Regions from separate parts of the Mus musculus genome. Here regions 2, 3 and 4 are each linked to region 1. A link is a contact called in public HiChIP or PLAC-seq and promoter capture Hi-C data. All regions are on one chromosome and are shown on one strand. The core of a region is the stretch at or near the end of the contact, and the rest is flanking DNA. Distances in the headings are between cores, read along the strand shown.

Region 1 (6,026 bases), core at 1,049-3,548:
AAACAGACCCTTTATCCAAGACAAGATGTGGCCCACAGAGAGGGTTCTGAGAAGCAGGAAGCTGAAGTCATGTGCAGGAAGGCGCTCATCCTCCAGAGAATGGGGCAGGATGGTTGACTGCTTGAAGACAAAGAGATAGAAGACTCTGGGGGGCTGGGACAGCAGCACAGAGCTAAATAGTAAGGCTATGCTGGACTTTCTTGGACTTTCTCCAGCAGTGCCAGGGCACAGGGGCATGATGGGAGACTGCAACTGGAAGTCAGATATTGCCAAGTCTCTTGGGGATAGACTACCTTTCATCTAGAGAGATGGCTTGTGTGGGGGGGGGGGCGGGGGGCTCAGTGGTTAGACCACTAGCTGCTCTTCCAGAGGACCCAGGTTCCATTCCCAGCAACCACATGGTAGCAAACGACTGTCTGTGACTCCAGACCCAGGGGATCAAAGGAAGGAAAGGATTCATGATGTGAAGAAGATGGATTTTCTGGGGGACCGCAATGAGGCAAGCCCCTGCGTTCCAGTCCGAGTGTGCAGCTGAGTGAGGATATGCAAATAGCTCCGAGTGGTTAGGGTGGGTGTGGAGAGCTGTCTGCCTCCCGCTCAATCGTGTTGGGCCTGCAGGTCCTATAAGGAGATGAGACACCCTTCCCCTGTATTAGTCCAGGAGGCTCAAATTCATTCTCTTTCCTTTTCTTTCTTTCTTTCCTTTCTTCTTTATTTCTTATCTCTTTCTTTTTACTTTTCTTTCTTTTTTTTTTCATTTTTCCGAGCTCTGCCTGTCCTAGAACTTGTTCTGTGACCAGAGTGATCCCAAACTCAGAGATCCATCCATCCATCCACACTACCTACAAGTTGTCATTACCACCCAGCTCCTTCCTTCCTTCCTTCCTTCCTTCCTTCCTTCCTTCCTTCTATTTTAGTTGTTTGGTTTTGTTTTTTTGAGACAGGGTTTCTCTGTGTAGCCCTGGCTGTTCTGGAACTCACTTTGTAGACCAGGCTGGCCTCGAACTCAGAAATCTGCCTGCCTCTGCCTCCCAAGTGCTGGGATTAAAGGTGTGCGCCACCACGCCCGGCCCTTCCTTCTATTTTAGATAGGGCCTTATGTAGGCCAGGTCAGCCTCCAACCAAAAATATAACCAAGCATAGCTTTGAACTCTGGATGCTGCAAGGGCTGAGATCACACACCTGCTTTGCATGGTGCTGGGGTTAGAACCCAGGGTTCCTGCACGCTAGGCAGATTTTCTAGGGGTTCCATCCACAGCTCCCGCTGATCCCCTTTCTATTTTTGGGTTTGTTTTGAGACAGGGTCTTGCTGTGTAGCCCAGGGTGGCTTGGAACTTGGGACTGTCTCACCTAATCTCCTGCGTGCCAGGATGGCAGGCATCACCAGCTTCTGTCACAAGTCCATTCCTTATACTCAGAGGGCCTATCTTGGTCCAACCCTTGCCCCATGGGGAGAAGCAGAGTCTGGCCTACAAATTCCAAGCTCAGGCCAGAGGGGGCGGTGAGACAAGATGGAGCCCATAAGTCTGTCAGATAGCACCCACCAACTCTAAGATTGCTAGGCAGACTGAACCTTTTTTTTAAAAAAAAAATTATTATTATTATTAAAATGAGGAGCAGCAGAAAGATTAGGTCTGACAAAAAAAATTAAAAAAAAAAAAAAAAAGCCAACCCACGGCAAGGCTGTTAGACGAGCATTTCTCTTGCCAGGTTTGTTTGAAACTGTCTCAGGCAGCAGGTTATGGAGTCTGCCTGTTTTAACTTCCTCTAAACATCTGGGGCACGGGAACTGTGTCTTGTCACCCACGCGCCTGAGAGGTGGCAGTGGCCTGCCAAAAGCAGCCACCTGCATCCCTGTCCTATACTCTAGGGAAGTCCCTGCGACTGCAGGACCCGAGAATCAGCTGGCAGCCCCGCGCGATCCAAGTCTTCTGACACTGCACTCTACCAAGGAAGTCAAGGGATTGGGGTCACCAGGCCATCCCTCTGCCTCTCATCAGCCTGTCCCTTCCTCTCCACGCCATGCCTGCCCAGGGAGAAGCTCCATCTCCTCCTGTCCAGTGTCCCTGATCCAATTTCCCCGCGCCCCTTAGCTAGGAGGGGACCCTCTCCTGTTCCCCTTCAGACACCCCCCCCCCCCAGACAAGGATGGACGGGCCCACCCGCGGCCGAGCACTCACCCTGACTGTCCAGCCCTCAGCGCGCTTGGCTCCAGCTCACGGCTCCGGCTCGTGGCTAGCGTCTGTGTCGCGGCCGGGTGGCCCGGCGGCCGGGCCAGGGCGGAGGACCGGCCCCCTCCCTCTTTCCGCCCGCAGCCGCTGCCTAGGCAACACTGCGCCGCCGTCACGTGACCCATCCGTGGGGCCCTGCCGCGGACCACGTGACCTGAATAGCTGGTTGGGGACCGACCCCTCCTACAAGATCTAGGGGTCTTCACTTCACAAAGTGCTATCATCCTCGTGGGACCCAGGTGGGTGGGTCCAGGCGTGGGAGAGCGCTGCTCCTAGCGAGTGACACTAGGGGATACCCAGCATCTGTCGTGGGCAGCATAGAGAGGTGGGGACAGGGTGTGAGTGTTGCAGAGTGGGTAGAGGCGTGCAAGAAAGGCTCAGCCTGGCTATATCCTGGTTTTCTCAGCTTGTGCAGTGACACCATTCTACTGTGGTCACGCAGGTAGGTGGCTCTTGGTTCCAGCAAGGCTGTGAGAACCAAACAATGCAAGGGACATGTTCTCATTGCTGAGCTCTGGGCACCTCATGGATGGCAGAGAAGGGTCGTTTGGACGCTGCGGCGAGGCATGCCCTGGCGAACACTGAGGTTTTACAACTGAGAAACTCAAACAGGAACGGCTCTGCAGGAAGTATACACTAAGTATACGCTCAGCGCCCCAGTGGGTGCCTCGTGGCCCCTCAGAGTGCTCCCTATTTGCCCGGTACGCTTCTGCTTGCACGCTCTATATAGGATTTTTCCATCTGTCGCAAAAGCATCAGACTGTGACACATTAACCCAAAGGAAGGAAAAATTCCACTCGTATCCAAATTTCCTGACAACTGGGAGTGTATAGATGTGACTGTTAGCAGTTTCCGCTTGGGTTGCCAAGTCAATTCACTTAGGATAGGTGAAAGCAACTCCTCCCTCCTGGCGCTGACCCCTCCTGACAGCGTGGGCCATCATAAGGCTCCACGTGTGCCTACATAAGAGGGTCTGAACCTGCGGGAGCCACGCACTCTCAAGGCAACTGCCTGGCGCCTGCAGAGCTGAAGTTTGAGTAAACGAAAACAGGAAGGAGACACTTGGTAAACTCCAGCCATTGCATCATGGATGACACTCTTTCAACAAGGGGTTTTTGCTTCTTGCGGTTATTAGGAAGCTTAGCTTTGGAGTAGGACTTTCCAGCGCCAGGCACTGAGGTTCCTCCACCGCCAGCACAATTATCTGGCATGCCTGGGCAAAAATGAAATGCCAACTGTAATTACCAGTCTGCCTAGGAGCCGCTTTGCTAACCAAACACAGGCAACAGCCCTTACTGTTGTTTGACTCACTTCCTCCTTAGAAGGGAGGAAGCCATGGTATCTGTCCTGTTGGAAGGAGGGTCGGAGGTTGGAGGATCCACAACCCCTGCCCCCTCTTAGGATCCCAGGGAGCTGACTAGGGGTTACCCAGAAGGTTCAGGTCCAGAGCAGTCTCTCCTGAGGGCACTGCATTGCTGTCTGGGCTGTCTGCCTGAAGTTGGTTGGTCTTGGCAAGTTACTTCCTTTACTTAAAAAAAAAAAAAATTAACTACATTTTATTTATTTAGTGGGGTGGTGGTGTGCACCACAATACATGTGTGGAGGTCAGAGGACAACTTGTGGCAGTTGGTTCTCTCCTACCAAGTGGCTGGAACTCAGCCTGTCAGGCTTGGCAGTGAGCGCTTTTTAGCTACTGAGCCATCTTGCTGGTCGGTTTTTTGATTTTCCTAGAAGCTCGAGGAGCCTGTCCTTGAACATCAGTTCTTGAATACACATAATGAATGTGCATAGCCTACTCACACAGGAGCCTCGTTCCTTGCTTTTCTATGACACCCAAACCTTACTATCTAGCACGCTCTCACAGTTTGTGTGGTCAGCTTGTCCAGCCCACTGGCTCCTCACTCTGTCCCCTTAGCTATTCATGCATGGCCTACCTAGTACGTTCCTCTACCACAGTCCACTGTAAAAACTGAATACCAAATACCCTGACACATTGCTCAGACTTCTGTAGTGTAACAAAACACCTGAAGCTACATTATAAAGACACACAGTTTATTTTGGCTTCCATTTATGGAAGCAAAGGTTTAGTAGTACGGTGAGAGCCCCCCTCCCCTGACTCCCTTACGCGGTGGGGGTGGGGGTGTACCCATTTCACTGTGGTCTCTCTCTTCCTTATAAAGCCAACAGGATTCAGTGATGGCAGCCCCACCCTAGTGACCTAATCACTTTCCAAAGTCCCTACCCTGATCACACAGGTGGATTTATCTCCTCACCTTTGTCATGCTGCTGTTAATTTAAGAAGTGCTCAGAAGGTCCTGGGGGAACAGAGTCTTATGTCTTACTCTGACCTTTCTGGTTCACTTTACAGCCCACCAAGCCCCTTTCTCTTCCTTGCTGAGACCCACCCTTCTCCAGGATGGAGACCTTCCAGCCATCTTGTCAACCTTTGGCCTCTCCCTTCCCCACCTCACTTATCGGAGATGCCCTCACTTTTACTCCCCCGCCCCCGCCCCTCAGCAGTCCACCTGTAAGGTGTTCAGAACCGGAAGGTGGCTCGGTGCTGTCATATAGCTTTTTTTTTTTTTTTTTTTTTTTTTTTTTTTTTTTTTTGAGACAGGTTCTCTCATGTAACCCAAGCTAGCCTCAAACTCGCTGTGTAGTTAAAGGATGACTTCGAGTTCTGGACCCTCCTCTTCTCGAATGCCAGGCATGCCCTGCTGTGGCTGGTTTATTCGGTGTTGGGGATGGAGCCTAGGGCTTCATGTAGGCAAGCATTCTATCTACCAAGTAAGTCTCTCTCCGACCCTTTGTTCTTCCTATCTATGGTTGTCCTTTTTATGTACAGGGTTTTGCTTTTAAAGACTTTTTTAAAATGTTATTTATTTACTTTGTGTATGAATATTTTGTTTGCATGCATGTACATGTGCCTGTTGGATTCTCTGCAGTTGGGGTTGCAGATGGTTGTGAGCCGTTATGTGGGTGCTGAGAATTGAACCCACGTCCTTTGCAAGAATAAGTGCTCTTAACCACTGAACCATCTCTCCAGCCCATTTAAAGATCTGTGTGTGTGTGTGTGTGTGTGTGTGTGTTTGTGTATAAGGATGCCTGCAGAAGCCAGAAGAGGAAGTTGGGTCCCCTGAAGCTGGAGTCACAGGCAGCTGAGAACTGCTTGATGTGGGTGCTGACACTCAAACTCTATCCTCTGCAAGAGTAGCAATGGCTGTTAACCACTGAGCCATCTGGCCAGCCATTACAACCCATTTCTATCACCCCAGGCTCCCATCCTTCCTGGAAGCCCAGTCCTGCTGTAGGAAGTCTTTGGCCTCCCCCCATTTCCTCTGCTCCCACCTGCTTCTACGTCAGGATGTTCACCCCTCTGGATGCATCACTGCCAGGGCAGGGCCTTCCTCTTAACCCCTCTAGTCCACACTCCACCGTGAAAGATTGCCTCGAGAAGCCTCAGAGCTCCCAGCCTCTGGTCTCCACCATACCCCAGGCTCTCTCTCGTGGACTCTGGAATCCCAGGGTGAGCACTTGCTCGGCTCTCAGTAAACGTTTACTATGTTCTATGGAACGAGGAAGCTGGAAAGGGCCTCTCTGGATTCCCTCCAGGTTGATTTCTAAGAGTGTGCTCTTTATGGAAATACATGCTAATATATGGTAATGACAGCTCCCTTTAGTGGAGGATGCCAGAGAGTAAACAGAAATTAGGTTCGGAAGGAGGGAAGAGCCTGCCTGGTTCCTGGGCCAGGAGGGAAACAGTCTCTGCACAGGCTCCTGGGAAGCCGCCAAGTC
Region 2 (6,026 bases), core at 1,344-3,843, 1.4 Mb after region 1:
AGGATCAAAGTTAGGGCAGGGGTGGGGACCTGAACCGGGGTGGGGTCAGGAGAGGGGAAAGAGGAGGCGAAGATACTCACCAGTGCCCGAAGTGGCCCGGCCGCTGTACCAGAGCAGGAAGCCTCGTCCCCCGGTGCCCTCGTCAGTTGTCATCCTTAAAGTCACTTGGTTGCCAGGTGCGACTACAGGTGCAGGCCTGAAGGTGCCGCAGAAGCGTCCAAGTCGCTGGCCTGAGGTGCCAGAGCCAGCAAAGACCTCCAGAGCATCGTAGCGGCAGGAAGGGTGGAGCTCCATATCGAAGACTCGGAAGGACAGGGACACAGTCTGGCCCTCGGGCACCTGAAAAAAGGGGAATGGGGGTCCCGCAAAATCAGGCCCCAAACAACCCTGACCGTGGGCATCGCCCCCTCCCCCAAGTACTTCCTAGGCAGAGAAATAGCCATAACTGGAAAGGACCCCTGGCCAATGCAACACACAGGGCCTGGGCTCTGCTCCTGCCTTGTGGTCTCTGGAGGGAGAAAACAGGAGCGAATTAAGGATGGAGTCTCAGCGTTTTTTTTTTTCCATAAAAATCTAAGGCTTAAACTAGGCTTGGCAGCTCACACCTGTGATTCCAGGGTTTGTTGTGCTGATAGGATTGCCTCAAAGTTCAAGGCCAACCTAAGCTACACAGTGAGATCCTGCCTCCAAAAACTTAGGGCTCAGCTCCAGAAGTGGTGGTGTGTGCCTGGGATCCCAGCTATTTGGGAAACAGAGGCAGGAGGACCATAAATGCCAAGACCCATAATTTACAGAGACCATGTTTCAAAAATAAAAGGGGAAGCGATCTAGGGAGATGGCCCAGTGGGTAAAAGTGCTTATTCAAGCTCAAATCCCCCAGAACCCACATAAAAGGCCTCATTGAAGTCTCCACACATATGCCTTGAACCCTAACCCTACTGGGAGGCAGACAGGAGGGTCACTGGGGCTTGCTGGCTCTCATACTAGCTTTAGATTTAGTGAGAGGCTTTGTCTCAAGGAAATAGGGTGGAGAAAAGCACAACTCTGGAACACCTGCTCTGACCTCTGCATACATGCATGCATGCGTGTGCAAACTCATGCCCGACAAACACATTAAAAACAACCACCAGGGCCGGGCGTGGTGGCGCACGCCTTTAATCCCAGCACTTGGGAGGCAGAGGCAGTTGAATTTCTGAGTTCGAGGCCAGCCTGGTCTACAGAGTGAGTTCCAGGACAGCCAGGGCTACACAGAGAAACCCTGTCTCGAAAAACCAAAACCAAGCAAACAAACAAACAAACCACAAAAACAAACCTAAATGAATAAAAGAGATGGACCTCAGTGGTAGAGTTCTGGCCTAGTATGCCAAAGTCCCAGGGCTCAGTTCCCAGTAGTGGGATTGGACCAAGAGGAGGAAGGTTGGAGGTACTTCAGAGCATGTTACCATGGGGCCTGACGCCCTTGGACCAAAGAGGAAAAGAGGGTTTCCCAGAGGTGATGCCTGGTGGTGGGGACGGTGTCCCTGGGCTGTCAAGGTTTGGCTTGGGAGACTGATGAAGAGCAATGGGGACCAGAGGGGCCTTCTCACCGTAATTGTCCAGATGCACTTCTTGTTTGGGGGGTAGAGGTTGGGGAAACCCTCACTTGCCACGTAACCTGACTCCCCGGTCACGTCCCCTCCGCACAGGAACACAGGTCTGGAGGACAGAGGAGGTGTCAGGCAGAACCCCTGCATTGATGGTTCGTGAGAAGGGCAAGCCACGGCAATATGGGAAGATGGTGTTGGAGAAGCCCCAGCCTGTGGACTGGAGACTCCAGTCCAAGGACCACGGAAAGTGGGGCTAGGCAACCGCCCCGTCTCTCCATCCCCTAGAGGCTCCACCCCCACGCTGCCAGGAATTCCGGGAATCCTTCTCAGTCCCCCTAACCTCCTCTACCCCCCCTCCCTGTCCTGCCTGGCAGTCAAGGACAGGAGCCGCCTAACTACTTCCAGATGTGACAAGCCACGAGGCCACGAGGGGGAGGGGGCAAGAGAATTGAGGAGAGCAACAGTGGACACACAGCTAGGGGCTCCCACCTTCGCCCTGCTGCCATGCTCCTGGCTAAGGACCAGTACCTGACTTTCTGCTTGCTACCCTTCCCCCAATCTCAGTTCCTGAATGTCAGCTAACAGACAAGGTCAAGGTCTTGGCTTTCTGGGTTCAAGCTCCATGGAGGGGCAGAGGGCAGAAGAACAGTAGTGAAGGAGTGGGAACAGTGGAAGTTACAGACCAGTGTGGCCTTGCAGCAGACAGGGAGGATATGAATCTGAAGAGGAAAAGGGATTTGCTAGCAGAAGAGCTTGCAAGACCCACAGGCACAGCCCTCCCAGGACTCACAAGCATTCTGAAGCTTCCTGTGGAAGCCATCTGAAAGATATGAGACCTACCTCGTGTAGTTGGGGGTCTGGCCTCGGGCAAGAGGCAGCACCCAGGCCAAAAGGAATGGCCCCAGAAAGGAGGTTAGGGCAGCAGGCAGCATTGTGTAGGGGGGAAGTGCTGGAAGCAGCAGCTGAGTTCAGCAGCAGCAGCAGCAGCAGCAGCAGCAGCAGCAGGATAATCAGGACCAGATGAAGCAGCCCCGGGTGTGTGGGCGTGGGGACTGGCCAACTGGGCGGGCAGCAGGGGAGGCGGGACGGGGAGACAGCTGGGACAGTGCTTGAGTCCCTTCAGAGGCCTCTCTAGGTCTTGGACATATATTAATTGACCAGAGAATGCTGGGAACACATCTAGTCATATGCCACTGCCCTCTGTCCTTTGCCTGGGGACCTGGCATTTGCTGGAGACTTTCAGGTGCAGGCTGGACCCTTCTTCACCTGTTGCTTTCTCGGCATCTAGAGGGGATGTCCCCAAGTCTCTTGGCTACCCACTGTCCCACTGCACACTTCCAGATAGTTCTTGTTGCTTAAGACAGGCTTGCCATGACGCACTGGCTAGTCGGAGCTTTCGATCTTTCTGCCTCAGCTTCCCACGTGCTGGGATTACAGGCCTGCACCCCCTTCCCCAGGAGCTTCTGCACATACTTAGGACCTCCCCTTAACACTGGACCAGATCAGGCCAAGCAAAGTGGCTTTCTGACTCCTTATTTTCTCTTCCAACTATTTTAAGGTACAGAAGGGTTAAGGGGGGGGGGGGTGTGGAGTGTCCCTGTCCCTGGGCAAAGAGGGGACGGAGCAAAAAGTAAGGGAAAAGATGGGAGACAGAAGAGGACGGGATGCTGATTCCACGGGACTGTGGGCTAGGGGTGAGGTACCCTAGAAGTGACGATCAGATTGCAGGTTTGGTGCAGGTATGATGGAGGCACACCTGAAATCCTAGCTCTCTGGAAATGGAGTCAGCGTGAGCATGATTAAAGAGGTCAGCCTGGGCCACACAGTGAGGCTCTGTCACAAACAAAACCAACAGACCCAACAGAGGTTTCAAAGTGGGAAGTAAGGTGTGTCTGTCGTCCGAGTTACTTCACAAGCCCAGGCCTGACCTCCACATCACAAAGTGGGGCTTCTGGAGTGAGAAGGGGAAGGTTAGCTGGGGGTGCTGGCACTTCCTCAGTAAGACAACAGCTTGGGCTCTTTCTGTCTCCCCCCACCCCCTCACCAGCCAGGCCTCCCTCCATCCCAGGCCACCCCTCCATGAGGCCCCAGGGTTTCAAAACAGGCTTGGCTTTAGCCTTTTATTCTACTGTCCATCAAATTTCTCGCTCATGATAGTCAGGTTAGGGGCTCCTCCAGGGCAGGCCCCTGCACATTTATAAAAGAGGTCCCTCCTCTCCCCTCGAATACGCAGCACTGCTCCCCACAGCCCCACCCCCACCCCCCACCCATGTACACACAGTGTTCTCTGACACTCCATCTCTTCTCAGCTCTAGCCCACGGCTCGACTTCCTTCAGGAGGAAAGGCTAAGAAGAGGGGTTCAGCTCTCGGGAGTCGAGGTGTCTGGGCCAGCCCCTCCAGCAGCCCTCTGCAACATGTCCAGTGCCTCCCAGAAGAAATCTTTCTGGGCAGCCATCAAGGGCATCCAGCCCACAATCTCCTTCATCTTCTCCATTCGGTCCTGCAACGTGGGGCAACTGTGGATCTGGCTGAGGTACTCCTCACAGGCCTGGGCTGTTCCCCCAGGGTCTTGGGGGGCTCCAGCCCCCTGGCTAGGTTCAGGGCTCCCCCCCACCCTGCTGGCTGGCAGGTCTCGATAGACAGGGCACTGTTCGATGTCGTGGCTGGACAGCATATAGAGACACTCTCTGGTGGAGCAGAGGGAGCAGGCACACAAAGGGACCTTAGAGGAGAGAACGGGTGGAGCTGAGGGAGGCTTAACACTGCTTCCAGGAAGCCGACTTAACCCTGATGCTGTGCTGACCCCTCTCAGACAGGCCCTGGCCAGCAAGTGAGCTTCAGCTTGCTATGTTCCAGGACCCATGTGAACTTGGATAGAGCCATGGGGTCAGCTAAGGAGAAAGCGGCGAGAAGTGTGGTGCAAGAAGGGAGACTTCGCAGTACAGGGGAGATGGAACCAATGGATCCCTTACAGGGGTCACAGCTATCTGCTGGGGATGGGGACACAGGAAAGCCAGGAAAAGCTAGAGGTTAAGACCAGCCTGGGCTCCACAGTGAGAATCAACTGGGGCCATGCTTGGTGCCCAATATGAAGCAGTGAAAGAACTAAATCTTACGGGTTGTCCCCTGTCCTCCACTGGCATACTGTGGCATAACTCCCTTCCCACAATTCTTTTAAAGACTTTGGAGAGAAGGGAGGTTAAGTCCCGTGGTCCACCTGGCTCTAGTGTTCTACCCTCCCTGAGGCCTGCCTGCTTGCCCGACCCTGCTCTGACCTTGATGTGCAGCTTGACGAAGGAGGCGCTCCCCTTGGGCCAGCCAGGAAGACGGCCTCCGGCCCCACAGCCGCACCCCAGCAGCTCCTTGCTGAAATCCGAGGTCTGACTCAGCACCAAGGAATGGTTGAGGCCACACCACAGGGCGATGGGGCGTTGCAGATAGTGAACCTGAGAACGGACAGACAACATGGCCAGGGGGGTTAAGGTGGGAATACTAGAGGCCTGGAGGGAAGTGGGGATCCCAGGTTGGAGAAAGGCTGAATGGAAGGCTTGGGGCAGAGTGCAGTCTTGGGAGCTGGAGGAAAAGCAGGTCCTGTCCCAGAAAGTCCACCCTGCCCTGAAAGCTGGCAGCTATCTGTCCATTCCTGTGCACACAAAGTCTCCCAGAGGCTACAGGGCACTCAACTCCCCAGGACAAGACCAGCTGCCGGGGAACCTGCACACGTTTGCACACACACATGCATTCTTGCACATGCACACACACACACACACACACACACACACACACACACACACACACACACACACACAGAATAAAAATACAAAATACCAAGCAAGGGACAATTTAAAGGTCAATCAGGCATGGGGACGCAGAGGGATTAAAGTGACTTCCAGTCCAAATCAGGTTACACAGTGAGCGTTTGTCTCCAAAAATCCAACTGGAAAGCCCACCACGAACTACTAACTTCTCTATGGCTGTTCTATAGTACAGACACAGGTGAACATACGTGTGTGGTGTTCAGAGGGGCAATTGTAGCTGTTATGCTAAGGCCTAGTCTCCCGGGACTCTGAGACAACCTGGAGACTCCTCTGCCTCCCCGTAGCTGGGACTGTAATCATGCATTATTGTGCCTGGCTTTTTAAAACAAACAAACAAACAAACAAACAAGCAAACCAACCCACCACATGATTTCTGGGAATCAAATTCAGATCCTCTTACTAGCAAAGCAAGCCCTGTGCTAAGATTGCCTTTATTGTTTCCCTAAATAAACAGTTTTATAAGCAGTACTGGGATTGAATCTAGTCTCCTGGGTGCCAGACAAGCACTCTGTTACTCAAGTGCGCCCGCAACTCATTTTTCACTTTTCATTTTGAGACACAGACTTGATACATAACCAGGCTGGCTCTAAGCTCAGTGTAATGCTGGCTGGCTTTTGGGGG
Region 3 (6,026 bases), core at 1,761-4,260, 1.1 Mb after region 1:
ATCTGCCAAGCACTAAGTGTGAAGCCCCGGTGTTGACAATGCTCCAATAAAAACCCAGCACCTGTGAAAACCACTCCAGGCTCCCCCATCAATCACCCAGCTGCTCTTGCAGTGACTACCCAATGCTTAGCACAATGCTCTTTTATGCATTCTTCTCATCCATAAAACCAAACCAGAAACAAAACACAGTGCTCTATCTGGGACACTAAGTGGTGCTCTTCCTTCAACCGTGCATCCTTTTCATGACTTCTGTCCTAAGGTACTAGCGGCTTTAACCAGCACTCCTGCAGCTCCACTAAGAAAAACAGCAATGTCTCTCTACAGTCTGAGAACCACTACATCAACCAAGAGCACGTGCTCCTGTCTCAACTGTGTTGTGCTTACTGACCGCAAGCTGTTCACAGCACCTGTGTCTAGGGAATTCCCTAGAAATCCAGCTAAGTGTCTCTTTCCTGTGGCTCTCCAAAGCACTACATAGATGGCCATCTTCTGCTCCTCAGAACTTAAGTTCCTTTGCAATGATCATGCCTACTTGTGACATGTAACCAAAGCCACTTTGACCTCTGAAAGACTTCATCTAGCTTCAGACTCAGAAAAGCAAATTTGATTTTCTTTTTTCTTAAAGAAGCACTAAGGTGAGCTGGGCATGGTGGCTCACCCTTCTATTTCCAGCCCTGAAGAGGCTTAAGGCAGGAGTGTTATGTTCCAGGTCAGCTTATTCTACGTGAGGCCCTTTCTCAAAACCTAAAGGGCAAGGGGGCTAAGAGAGATGGCTCTCAGAGTTCAAAGAAGCAAGGCTCGGCTCCTAGGAGCCACACAGCAGCTCACATCCTTCTGTCAGTTCCAGCTCTAAGGATACAACACTGTTCTGGCTTCCTACAGCTATCAGGCACAGCATGAATGTGGTGCACAGAAATCACGTAGGCAAAACACTTATACATTAAAAAAACAAAAACCACAGTGCCGCACACCTTTAACCCCAGCACTCGGGAGGCAGAGGCAGAGGCAGAGGCAGGTAGATCTCTTGAGTTCGAGGCCAGTCTGGTCTACAGAGTGAGTTCCAGGACAGTCAAGGCTGTACAGAGAAACTCTGTCTCAAAAAACATACCAAAAGCTAAATAATTAATTTTTGATAACGTGCTGGAGAACTGACTCAGTGGTTAAGGGTTCTTGCTAATCCTACAAGGGACCCATGTGCGGCTCCTCTTAGCACACGTGGCAAGCCACTCACAGATGCTTGTTCCTCTAGCTGTAGGCCCCATAAATCACACTCATTTGCATATACCATCCACACACTCTCACAATCACACCCACACTAGGCTTCCTCTTTTCCAGGCTTTCCCTTCATTTCATACTTGTTTCGTGAAAGGGAGTCTCACCATGTAGCCCTGGCTGGTCTCAACCTCTTAAATTCTATCTCAAAGTCATTTCAAATCCCTCTAAAGAAACTGAGAGATGACTCAGCAGTTAAGAGCACTGGCTGCTTATCCAGGTCATGAGTTCAAATCCCAGCAACAACTACAGGGACCAGATGCCCTATTCTGTCATGCAGATGTACATGCAAATTGAGCACTCAAACAAATAAATCTTTAAAAATAAAGAAATCTGTTTTCAAGTTGAGCTATGGCGCTTAACTCACTAAACTGGCTTTGTTTTTGTTGTTTTTACTTCACCTCTGGATTTAAAAAGGAAGAGAGGTAGAGAGCTGGCTCAGTAGTTAAATGCACTCCTTTTAACCACTCTTGGTTGGCTCCTCTTGCGGAGGACTAGGCTTTGAGTCCCAGCACCCACAAAGCAATTCACAACCATCTTTCCTGCCCATTTCCCAGAGGATCTAAAGCCTTCTGTTGGCCTCCTCGGGCACCAGGAACGAATGAGGTGCATAGACATAATGTAAGCAAACCCCCATGAACGTTTTATTATATAAAAGAAGAAATGCACTTGCACATTTCTTATCTCAATTACCTGTTTTAAAAATCCTTTCAAAAAACTCTTAAACAGGATGTGGTAGAATACTTCCTTAATTCAGAAGTTTAATGTCATCTTGAGCTACCTAAAGAGTTTCGGGCCAATCTCACTTTGGTCAGTTTGTGCTTTCTTAATATTTGGATTTGAGATTGTGTCTCCCTATGTAGCCTGCACGGAAGATGCAGTCCAACCAGCTGTGCGGAGCTCCTGTCCAGCACTAATACTGACCGTCACTTTGGTTAAAAGCTCAAAATCTGAGCCAACGGTGAATAGACTGAAACTACAGAAATGGCTCAACGGTAAACTGCATCCTAATAAGATTTTGTAAGGTAAAGACAAAAAAGGAAACGAAAAGAAAAATTGTGGCGCGGAAGGGTTGTACGGGGCGGGGTATGGACGTTAATACTGTCTCACCGGTCATTCCAATCGTCCCCTCGCCGTCTTTCATCCCTTTCCCGGGAACGGTCATAATCGCTGCGCTCTCTTCGAAATTTGTCCCTGCGTCTTCGGTCGTATTCATCATCACTGTCACCCATGGTGCTGTCAGAGGAGGCCTGGGGCCCGGCGGCGGGTAGACACGGTGATGATGAACAAGGACCAGAGGAGGGACAATCCCCCGGGGACAGCACGCCCGCCTCCCTCCCGCCGAGGCCGGCCTGCCATCCCGGGCAGGGCGATCGCTCCGACAGTTTCACTGTCCCCACGGATTCCCCCTCGTCCACCCCCGAAGCCCCCGGGCACGGTCCTCTCCTCGCAATCCCGCCGCCCGGGCCTTTCCTTCCCCTCCCCCACCTGGCAGCGGTCGGGGCCGTTGGAAGCGCGCGCCGGCGGGCTTGTTTTCCGGGCGGACCGGAACGAGCGACAATGGACCACAAAGAGGGTTGGAAGGAGACGCTGGGATTCTCAGCCCGGAGACGAAGGGGAAGAGAAGAGCGGGACCGCGGGGGGGGGGGGGGGGCAAGGAGGCGCGCGCGCGTCCTACGTCACTCCCGGAGCTCGGCCTCCAACTACAAAACAAGACCCCCGGACCAAACTAAAACTCCGAGATTAAAAGAATGACGGGAAGAGGGTGGAGACGCGGAAGTCTCGCGTGGTTTTGCGACAAAATCGCCCCAGCTTCTCGGAGCTACGGAAGTTGAGCTGGGCCAAGCCAGGCCTTCTGAACGTGCTCGTGCCTACTTGAAAAGGAGGGCACTGGAGAAGTTAAGTGTCACTCCCGTAAGGTATCCTGGGTAGGAGCTAGTTTGCATCCAAAGGTTGCTTTGCAATAGCCCTGGGCTGGGGCACCTCTTGACCTCCTCAAGGGCGGATTTGCTATCGAGGGGTTTGGGGACGATGGATGTCTAGGGAATAATTCATAGAAGCAACCATTTTAGAGGCATCTCCTCCCACCATTTTCTCCTGCAAAAAAATACAGTATGTGCTACTTATAAAATGCGTTCTTCCTGCTTGTCTTGGACAGAGGAGCCTAATACTCATGCAAAAGTGTAAACCTCGATCTTAATGCCCAGTTCTTTAATGGGAGTCTTTACATTGCAGTCTGGAAACAACCACCAGGATCCACTAGTTTCCAGTTGAAATCCCTAAGATAACAGTAAGCCCTTTTCCATGAATAGAATACTAAGCTAAACAAGGGAGCATGCCACTGTCTTGCTCCCAGAAAAGAATGAAAAATCCCAGCATCTAATAAGGTGTATTTACAAGGGGGCATTTTAAAAACTTAGCAGACAGTTACGTTGGCACAGGCGTAACCCGAGTTACTCAGTAAGTCAAAGCAGAATCAAATTCAGGGGTTGCAAAATGAGTTCAAAGCCAGCCTTGACAATTTTCTAAAACCCTTTCTCAAAAACATTTTCCAAAGAGGCCGGTCCAGTGTGTAAGAGCACTTCCTGGTCTTGCAGAAAATCAGAGTTGGAGTCCCAGCTCCCATGTGGCTGGCTGCTCACAGACTGTTAACTCCAGTGCCTAGGGAACTGACACCTCTTCTGGTCTGCAAGGGCACTGCACTCAGATGCACACACACCCACACACTGATACACAGATACATATACTCATCATTTTGTTCCAAAACAAGGTTTCTGTGTACCCCATGGCTGGCCTGGAACTCCCCTTGTAGACTAGGTTGGCCTCAGACTGAGAGATCTTCCTGTCTCTGCCTCCTGAGTACTGGGATTTAAGTCTTGCAACCAGCTCATACACACGTAATTCAAGAAGATGGGAGCATGGTGGCGCTCACCTCTAATCCCAGCACTCTGGTGGCAGAGGCAGGCAGATCTCTGAGTTGGAGGCCAACCTAGTCTACAAAGGGAGTTCCAGGCCAGCCAGGCAGGGCTACACAGAGAAAGAAGGCCCCGTCTCAAGAAAGAAGTAGAGGAGGAAGAGGAGGGAAGCAATGAGAGTCGTACAGCTCAATGATAGAATGCTTGCCTACCGTATGACAGGACCTGGGTTTAGGAAGAAATAAGCTAAGAAAGGAGAGAGGGAGACTGAAGGTGCTGTTCAGCAGGTGGGCATGTGCTTAGCATATATGAGTCTCTGGCCCATCCCCAGCACCCTCCATCCCCCACAAGAAAAGTAGCCATGTGCAGTGTCACATTCCTGCAGCCCCAGCACTGCAGAAATGAGGGCAGAGGGATCCCGGGTTCGAGAACAGCCTCAGCTATCTAGCAATGTTTCAAACCAAGGGTAGCCTGGGATACTTTACAGTTTGTCCTTTAGAGAACTACCTCTGTTTGACATTTGGCCTATGTCACGGCACTGTGGCTAAATGCACCGAGCAGGTCAGCATCGTAAGTAAACATAGGATCCGAGATGATGCCTCCCTCTGGAGAATGGCATGGAAAATTGAAATCGATGAGCACACCAGGTATATTTGTTCCTTCTGGAGCAAGACCAAGATGAAGAAAACAGGCCACTGGCATCTGGCACTGTGGTGGCTGGTGCAGCCCAGATCTGCGACACCACTTCTGCTGTTGTATCTGGCATCAGAAGTCTGAAGGACTTGAAAGACCAGCAGAAATCCAATCATCTGAGACATCCCTAGCCTACAGTAAACAGGTTAATTTATGTAACAACAACAATAGTACAGGATGAGAGTTAATAAAAGATATGCAGGATCTCATTATGTAGCCCCTCACTGTCCTGGAACTTAGTATGTAAACTAGGCTGGGCTCAAACTCACACTCTGCCTCCGCCTCCTGAGTGCTGGAGTTCAAGCTTTCACCAGCCTCATCCTGTGAGACTCCAATAAAGAACAGACTTGGAAGTGCTTTTAAATGCTCCAGGGATTATTATTTCATGAAGAGAGGAAGAAAAGACAGCATTTGATGGCAAACACTAAGGGTAGATGTTGGGGGAAGTGACGGACGGACGGACGGGGGCTGAGATCCCAGCAGGTACTTCTCAGAGCAGTCAACAATCAGTGGTGACAGTGGCTGAGAGCTCTTGGATACGCCAGGCGCTGCAAGCCTTGCACAAGATGTGCCCATCCAGCGGGTAGCAGCCTTGACACTCTCCCTCAGAGGACAGCAGCAGCCCACACTCCTGTGAGAAAGAACAAAACCTTCATTAGCCTGGGACTTTCCCACAGTGCTTTTCCCCCAGCTTCCCGGGCTCTGCAAAGCTCTCGCTCCTGCCCAGGGACCCCCCCTCACCTCACACTTGTAACAGCCGATGTGGAAACTTCGATCCAGAGCAACAATTCTCACCGTCTCCTCCTGACCTGGTTCCGGCATGATGGCCCCACCACACACTGAGCATCGTGGGGCAAATTTCCTGCAGTGGAGGGGAACCAAAGAGGCTATCAGGTCCCTCCCTCCCACACCATCAGGAGACTCAAAATGAAGCCCAATGAAGGTGGAAGGGGCAGGGGTGGGGATGAGAAGGATATAAGAGATGTGTCTGGGTCTTGGGGAAGAAAGTGGTGTCAAAGAAAGAGAGCACCAGAAGGTGGAAACAGAAGAGGCAGACCCTGGGACATGAAGAAATAGGTCAGTGAAGACATGCTGAATCCAGGCAAGACCTGTGGAAATCTTCAATGCAGTGGATCTGGCTGGTGG
Region 4 (6,026 bases), core at 1,206-3,705, 1.1 Mb after region 1:
ATATAATAATAAATAAATCTTTAAAAAATATATATATACAGTCAAATTTTAGATCAGTCCAGACATCAAAACACAGACAACCTTTTTGGACCGCATTCATAGCAAACAACACCTTAGAAATACACCTTGGCCAGTAGGATGGAAACTCAAGAGTTGTGTGTCAGTTTCCAGGAAATGGCCTTAAACAGAGCAAGAACATCATTTATCCTGTCTTGGAGGGTGCAGATGTGACTGATGGCTGACACTCCAGGAGCCTTGTTACACCGTATGTTGTTGGAAGTCACTTTCTGAAGATGGTAAAGCAGGATACTGTGAAAGGTAGCACCAGGTTCCTTAAAAGCAACTGATACTTGATGTCAAGTGTAATCTCACATGGCTGTCTTCAGAGTTGTTTCTTCTTCCTCCTCTCCCTCTCCCTCTCCCTCCTCTTCCCCCTCCTCTTCCTCGCCCTCCTCTTTCTCCTCCTCCACTTCTTGCACTTATTTATGGAGGGTAGGGTACATCCCGAGGTCAGAGGACACATTTCAGGGAGTTGGTTCTCTCCTTCCACCACGTGGGTCCTAAGTATGTTCGGCGACAAACGTCTTGGTTGACTGGATCATCTTACAAACCTCTTCCTGCCCTTTTGCTTACTAAGCTGTCTAAGCTATTATGGATTTATGGTAAACCTGAGGCCCATCGACAGTTTATTCTTGTCCCAGGATCTTTCTTTCAGTGAGACAAACTCATAGTTACAAAGGTCAAGAGATAAATTGCCCAGCATCACCTGTTTTTGGAACAACTGGATAAGGAACAAGATACTGTCACTAACTGGACCCTGTTTATAGGCTAAAGGCGCTGAGCTTCAAGACTGGGCAGGACTGGCCTCACTCATTCCCTCATTTCCCTTCACGGTTTTAATAATCTGGCGTTACCATGCTCAGAAGCGGCGTCAGACTCTTTCTCTCCCACAGCAACAGTAACACACACCCTGTCTGTTCCTCTTTCCAGAGACACCAGGAAAGAGACAATCAAGGGTTGGTCCCACCCCAGTCCTCAAGGTCCGAATGACAGCCTCTGGCGCCACCTGGCGATAGTCAGCACGGACCCGTCGCGAGTGAGCTGGACTGCAGATGAGTTTCCCGGCATGCAGTGGCCAGGTTCTCCAGGGACAGGAGGGTTGGAGGGCGGGGGGGGGGGGCGGGGGGGATGTCGCAGTTTGGAGAGATGAAAATCGCATATCTGGGAGAGGTTGGACTCTGCGCTGGTATCTTCTGGGGACCAGCCTTTTGCAAGACAGCGCGCCTTTGCCCCTTGCTCGGAGGAAGTGACTGATGAGTGATGAGTGTCTGGGGCTCGAGGGAAAGCTCCCGGCGTCCACAGCGAGCATGCGTGCACGTGTCCCCCTACCCCCCATAGATCCACGCAGCGCCCCATATCGCGTGCGCGCACGCACGTCCCCACGCTCTCGCGTGCAGGCCAGTCGCCCACGCAGCAGCGGCCCGCAGGCTCCAGAGCCAGATGCCCCCACCCACCCCGTGAGCCAGTTGTCTCTTTCATGTAGTGATCTCGCGTGGGCACAAAACTGCACACTTCCCACAGTCACTAAGGTGCAGCTAGGTGGGAGACTCCCTAGAAGGCTGGGCGTGTGGTCTAAGGGACTCCCAAACAGGCTGGGGGCTCCAAGTGTAGGCCGCTCCCACCTGCTAGCCACAACAACCAATGAAAGCTTGGCCCGGTGATGTCATGGACCAGCCGGACCCTTGTGATGACAGCCGGAGGTCACCGGTCAGGGGAATTAGCTCAAGCCCACCCTCGGGGGTTCCGGAAGTTTCCAGAGCTGCAGCAGAGTGCATTGTAGCATCTCCCCACAGCCTTCTGCTTGCCACTATGTGGTCTGGCTTCTCAGCTGTCCCCGTGTCACCTCTTCTTGCCCACAGGGGTCTTTTCCTATAAGGGAGAGCCTGTGTTTCTGTTATTTGTTCCTACAGGTGTTCTTTCGTCTCCACAGAGATGTCCCACGTCATCTTTTCTACCAGTGTCAGCTGAAGGGGGTCCTCAGTCAGGCTTTCTCGTGTCTCTTCTCTTATTACCCTGCCCCAAGCTTTGTCCTGGTTACAGATGCCAAATATTAGGCCTCTGATCTTTCTGGATTAGAGCTGTCAGTGTGTCCTTCCGTCCGTGAAAGGCGACCGGTCTGTCTGTGACTTGTCACCGCAGGAGACTGTCGCCTGCGTGAACGGTGTCTGGTGTCTCCGCAGGCTGCGGTCCGTCTGTCACGTGGGTGTCTGCCCCGCCGCTGCGGGTCTGCGGGTCTGTCGGTCTGTCTGAATCTACCACTGGAGTGTGTCTGGGCTCCCGCTCCCCGGGGTCTCGGGGCTTGAAGGGAGGGAGGAGGGGAGGTGGCAGCCCGGGGGAGCGGGGAGGGGCGGGGGCGGAGACAGTGGGCGGGCGGGGGCGCCGTGCGGCCCGGAGGGGTGTGTGCGGGGGGCCGGAGGCGGCTGTCACTGTCGGCTCAGCCTGCGCCGGGGAACATTGGCCGCCTCCAGCTCCCGGCGCGGCCCGACCCGGCCCGGCTTGGCCGCCTCAGGTGAGTCTCCCAACCCACCCAGGACCCTCCACCGAGTCGGGACCAATCCGCATCCCGGGGGAAACGTGCGATCCTGGAACGATCGAAGCCCCCCAACAGAGCTCCTACTGCACCTCCTGCCCCGTGGGGCCTGCCTAGAGGGGCCCCTCCACTGCCTCGCACTCCTCTGAAACTCCCGCTAGCCGCTGCATACTTACTGATGATGCTCGCTGGGCCGGCCGCTGCCTCTGCGCTCCCTTCCTGCAGGGACCCCCTGAAGGCCCCTTCCCCACTCTCTTCAAAGTCTGGGGACACTGGAAGACGCCCCCTGTTTGGGGCGGAGCCCAAACTGCGCAGGTTACTGACATCCCGAATGCACCACCCCCCATCCCGAGGGCCGCGACCCCAACGTCCCTACCCAGCTGAGCCCCTTGCCAGCTCCAGGACCCCTCCTGCGCTCTCTCTCTCTCTCTCTCTCTCTCTCTCTCTCTCTCTCTCTCTCTCTGACTCTGTCTCTCTCTATGTGTCTCTGTCTCTCTCTTTCCCTCCCTCCCTCCCTCCCTCCCTCTCACCCTCCCACCCTCCCTCTAAAAGGAGGCTCAGCGGAAGCCCCGAGTTATAATTAGCCCCACTCGGGTTTCCTGGTTAATCTCCAACAACGCCACTATCCCCAGATCCAGGCGACCAGAACTGGCTGGGTGATGGGTGAACACCCGGAGGGGGTAGTTCCGACCCGGGGAATTTTGATCTCTTGGCTGGAGACGCCGGAACTACAGCAGCTGTTGCCCCCAAAATAGCGCCCCTGCCTTTGCTACGGGGATCTCCGGAGCTCCCGGAACACAGACGTCCTGGCTCGCCCTTCAACCCCCTCTGCGATGCTCACGATTCTCCAGATACCCCCACACCAAGGCTCGGGCGGGGAGCTCTGGCCTCTTCTTGGTCTCTACTGCTCCCGGTTGGCAGTGGAGGGCATTGCAATATGGGGATGCAATAGGGGCTTGAGTTCTGGTGAGCCCCACAAGGGGCGAGTGAGACAGTTGGCTGGAGTCAGGCGAGAGGGGTGCGGTTGATGTAAAGCAAACGGGTACCAACCGGCCGTACCAGAAAGAAGAGAGGCGGAGCAGGGTGGGGCAAGGTGTCGACTGGACAAGATTCCAAGATGCCTTCAGAACCTGGGACTCCCGATACCTTGAATGCCCAACCCACTCCCCAGAAGGCTTTGGCTAACCCAGGAGAGGCTTGGGCTGTGCTTTCTTATAACTTGCAAGCTCCCGAAGGGGCCACACCCGTCCGTCCATGAGGGTCCCCTGCACCTGTCCTGGGGCCTATACAAAGCCTTTCCAACCCTGTGCTGTATACTAGGGGTCTTAGCTCAAGCTGCAGGGGAAAGAGGTATGGAGGCCCTTGGAACTTGCTGGGCAAGGGAGACTATGTATTAGCCAGGCTTATCTCAGTTGGCTGCATTTGTTGCGGTATGGGTGTGTGTATGTCTGATCTTGTGTTTGTCTGCCTGTGTCGCGTCTCCTAGCTTGACTCCATTTCTCCCCTCCCCTTACCAATCTGCCACACCTCCTCTGCAACTCCTTGATAAGCCCTGGGCAAGACTGTTTCTTAATCTCCCACTGAGCTGCTGTCTTCACCCTTTGCCTTTCTTTCTCCCAGCAGACACCAGCCTGTCCTGGCAGTCATGAGGCCTCCCTGGTATCCCCTGCATACACCTTCCCTGGCTTTTCCACTCCTCTTCCTCCTCCTCTCCCTCCTGGGAGGAGGGGCAAGGGCTGAGGGCCGGGAAGACCCGCAGCTGCTGGTGAGGGTTCGAGGGGGCCAGCTGAGGGGCATCCGCCTGAAGGCCCCTGGAGGCCCAGTCTCAGCTTTTCTGGGCATCCCCTTTGCAGAGCCACCTGTGGGCTCACGTAGATTTATGCCACCAGAGCCCAAGCGGCCCTGGTCAGGAGTGTTGGATGCTACCACCTTCCAAAATGTCTGCTACCAGTACGTGGACACCCTGTACCCTGGGTTTGAGGGTACTGAGATGTGGAACCCCAACCGAGAGTTGAGTGAAGACTGCCTGTATCTTAATGTGTGGACACCATACCCCAGACCTGCTTCTCCCACACCTGTCCTCATCTGGATCTATGGGGGTGGTTTCTACAGCGGAGCGGCCTCCTTGGATGTGTATGACGGCCGTTTCCTGGCCCAGGTTGAGGGAGCTGTGTTGGTATCTATGAACTACCGAGTGGGAACCTTTGGCTTCTTGGCCCTACCAGGAAGCAGAGAAGCCCCTGGCAATGTAGGTCTGCTGGATCAACGGCTTGCCTTGCAATGGGTGCAAGAAAATATTGCAGCCTTTGGGGGCGACCCGATGTCAGTGACTCTGTTTGGGGAGAGTGCGGGTGCAGCCTCCGTGGGCATGCACATACTGTCCCTGCCCAGCAGGAGCCTCTTCCACAGGGCTGTCCTCCAGAGTGGCACACCCAATGGGCCCTGGGCCACTGTGAGTGCTGGAGAGGCCAGGCGCAGGGCCACACTGCTGGCCCGCCTTGTGGGCTGTCCCCCAGGTGGCGCTGGTGGCAATGACACCGAGCTGATAGCCTGCTTGAGGACAAGGCCCGCTCAGGACCTGGTGGACCACGAGTGGCACGTCCTGCCTCAAGAAAGTATCTTCCGATTTTCCTTCGTGCCTGTGGTAGACGGGGACTTCCTCAGTGACACACCGGAGGCTCTCATCAATACTGGAGATTTTCAAGACCTGCAGGTGACTAATGGCTGATAGGGGCAGACCAGATTCTTCTGGGTTTCATCCGTCCTTCCCCCTTTCCCAGGGACCCAGGCATGAGGGCTTACTACAGATCCACTGTTAGAGGTCCAAGTTTGTGGGTCCCAAAATCAGTCCTTCCCTGCCGAGTGGTTCAGATCCCAAAGTGGTTGCCGGGCGAAAAAGAAACTATGGGTATATTTTTTTCTTCCTCCACGCCTTGTCTCTCCACCCCACCCCCACCCCCACCCCGCTCTCTGTTCTACACAGTTCTGGCTTTGTAATGGTTCGTCTCTCTGGCTATTAGGTTGCTCATCTGTCTCTGTGTGCCTCTCTATCATCTCTCCATCCTTTCCCCCATCTCCAACTATCCTCAGGTGCTGGTGGGTGTGGTGAAGGACGAGGGCTCCTACTTTCTGGTTTACGGGGTCCCAGGCTTCAGCAAAGACAATGAATCTCTCATCAGCCGGGCCCAGTTCCTGGCTGGGGTGCGGATCGGTGTACCCCAAGCAAGTGACCTGGCAGCCGAGGCTGTGGTCCTGCATTACACAGACTGGCTGCACCCTGAGGACCCTACTCACCTGAGAGATGCCATGAGTGCAGTGGTAGGCGACCACAACGTTGTGTGCCCTGTGGCCCAGCTGGCTGGGCGACTGGCTGCCCAAGGGGCCCGGGTCTATGCCTACATCTTTGAACACCGTGCCTCCACACTGACTTGGCCCC

What was found. Promoter capture Hi-C pulls out the DNA fragments that hold promoters and counts their contacts. HiChIP or PLAC-seq counts read pairs in DNA pulled down with a chosen protein or histone mark.
Region 2: a promoter capture Hi-C map of pre-B cells shows a contact between it and region 1. The contact joins the promoter of Pcolce here to the promoter of Orai2 in region 1. A contact is called at or near these places in 2 of 39 promoter capture datasets (cranial neural crest and pre-B cells) and 1 of 115 datasets of contacts at active chromatin or transcription factors (pancreatic cancer cells).
Region 3: a contact with region 1 is called in an H3K27ac HiChIP or PLAC-seq map of embryonic stem cells, with 3 times the contacts expected there. The contact joins the promoter of Srrt here to the promoter of Orai2 in region 1. A contact is called at or near these places in 1 of 39 promoter capture datasets (hippocampal neurons) and 1 of 115 datasets of contacts at active chromatin or transcription factors (embryonic stem cells).
Region 4: a contact with region 1 is called in a promoter capture Hi-C map of liver, with 4 times the contacts expected there. The contact joins the promoter of Ache here to the promoter of Orai2 in region 1. A contact is called at or near these places in 3 of 39 promoter capture datasets (hippocampal neurons and liver) and 1 of 115 datasets of contacts at active chromatin or transcription factors (pancreatic cancer cells).

Annotation. Positions count from the first base shown.
Region 1 is chr5:136,168,358-136,174,383 of GRCm38.p6, forward strand. Orai2 (ORAI calcium release-activated calcium modulator 2) reads right to left here and starts at 2,299. Exons shown (of 3, transcript NM_178751.3): 1 at 2,181-2,299.
Region 2 is chr5:137,608,811-137,614,836 of GRCm38.p6, forward strand. Pcolce (procollagen C-endopeptidase enhancer protein) reads right to left here and starts at 2,594. Exons shown (of 9, transcript NM_008788.2): 1 at 2,427-2,594; 2 at 1,587-1,695; 3 at 81-339. The coding sequence starts at 2,518. Fbxo24 (F-box protein 24) reads right to left here. Exons shown (of 10, transcript NM_027708.1): 9 at 4,863-5,033; 10 at 3,695-4,309. The coding sequence ends at 3,947. Gm36266 (predicted gene, 36266) reads left to right here and starts at 3,896. Exons shown (of 2, transcript NR_165817.1): 1 at 3,896-4,120; 2 at 4,768-6,026.
Region 3 is chr5:137,304,664-137,310,689 of GRCm38.p6, forward strand. It overlaps Srrt (serrate RNA effector molecule homolog (Arabidopsis)), which reads right to left and starts at 3,011. Exons shown (of 20, transcript NM_031405.2): 1 at 2,761-3,011; 2 at 2,383-2,522. The coding sequence starts at 2,504. It overlaps Trip6 (thyroid hormone receptor interactor 6), which reads right to left. Exons shown (of 9, transcript NM_011639.3): 7 at 5,990-6,026; 8 at 5,622-5,742; 9 at 5,236-5,511. The coding sequence ends at 5,380. It also overlaps the pseudogene Gm43013.
Region 4 is chr5:137,285,799-137,291,824 of GRCm38.p6, forward strand. Ache (acetylcholinesterase) reads left to right here and starts at 2,456. Exons shown (of 5, transcript NM_009599.4): 1 at 2,456-2,569; 2 at 4,214-5,303; 3 at 5,681-6,026. The coding sequence starts at 4,236. Gm42456 (a long non-coding RNA gene) reads right to left here and starts at 2,846. Exons shown (of 4, transcript XR_003955815.1): 1 at 2,767-2,846.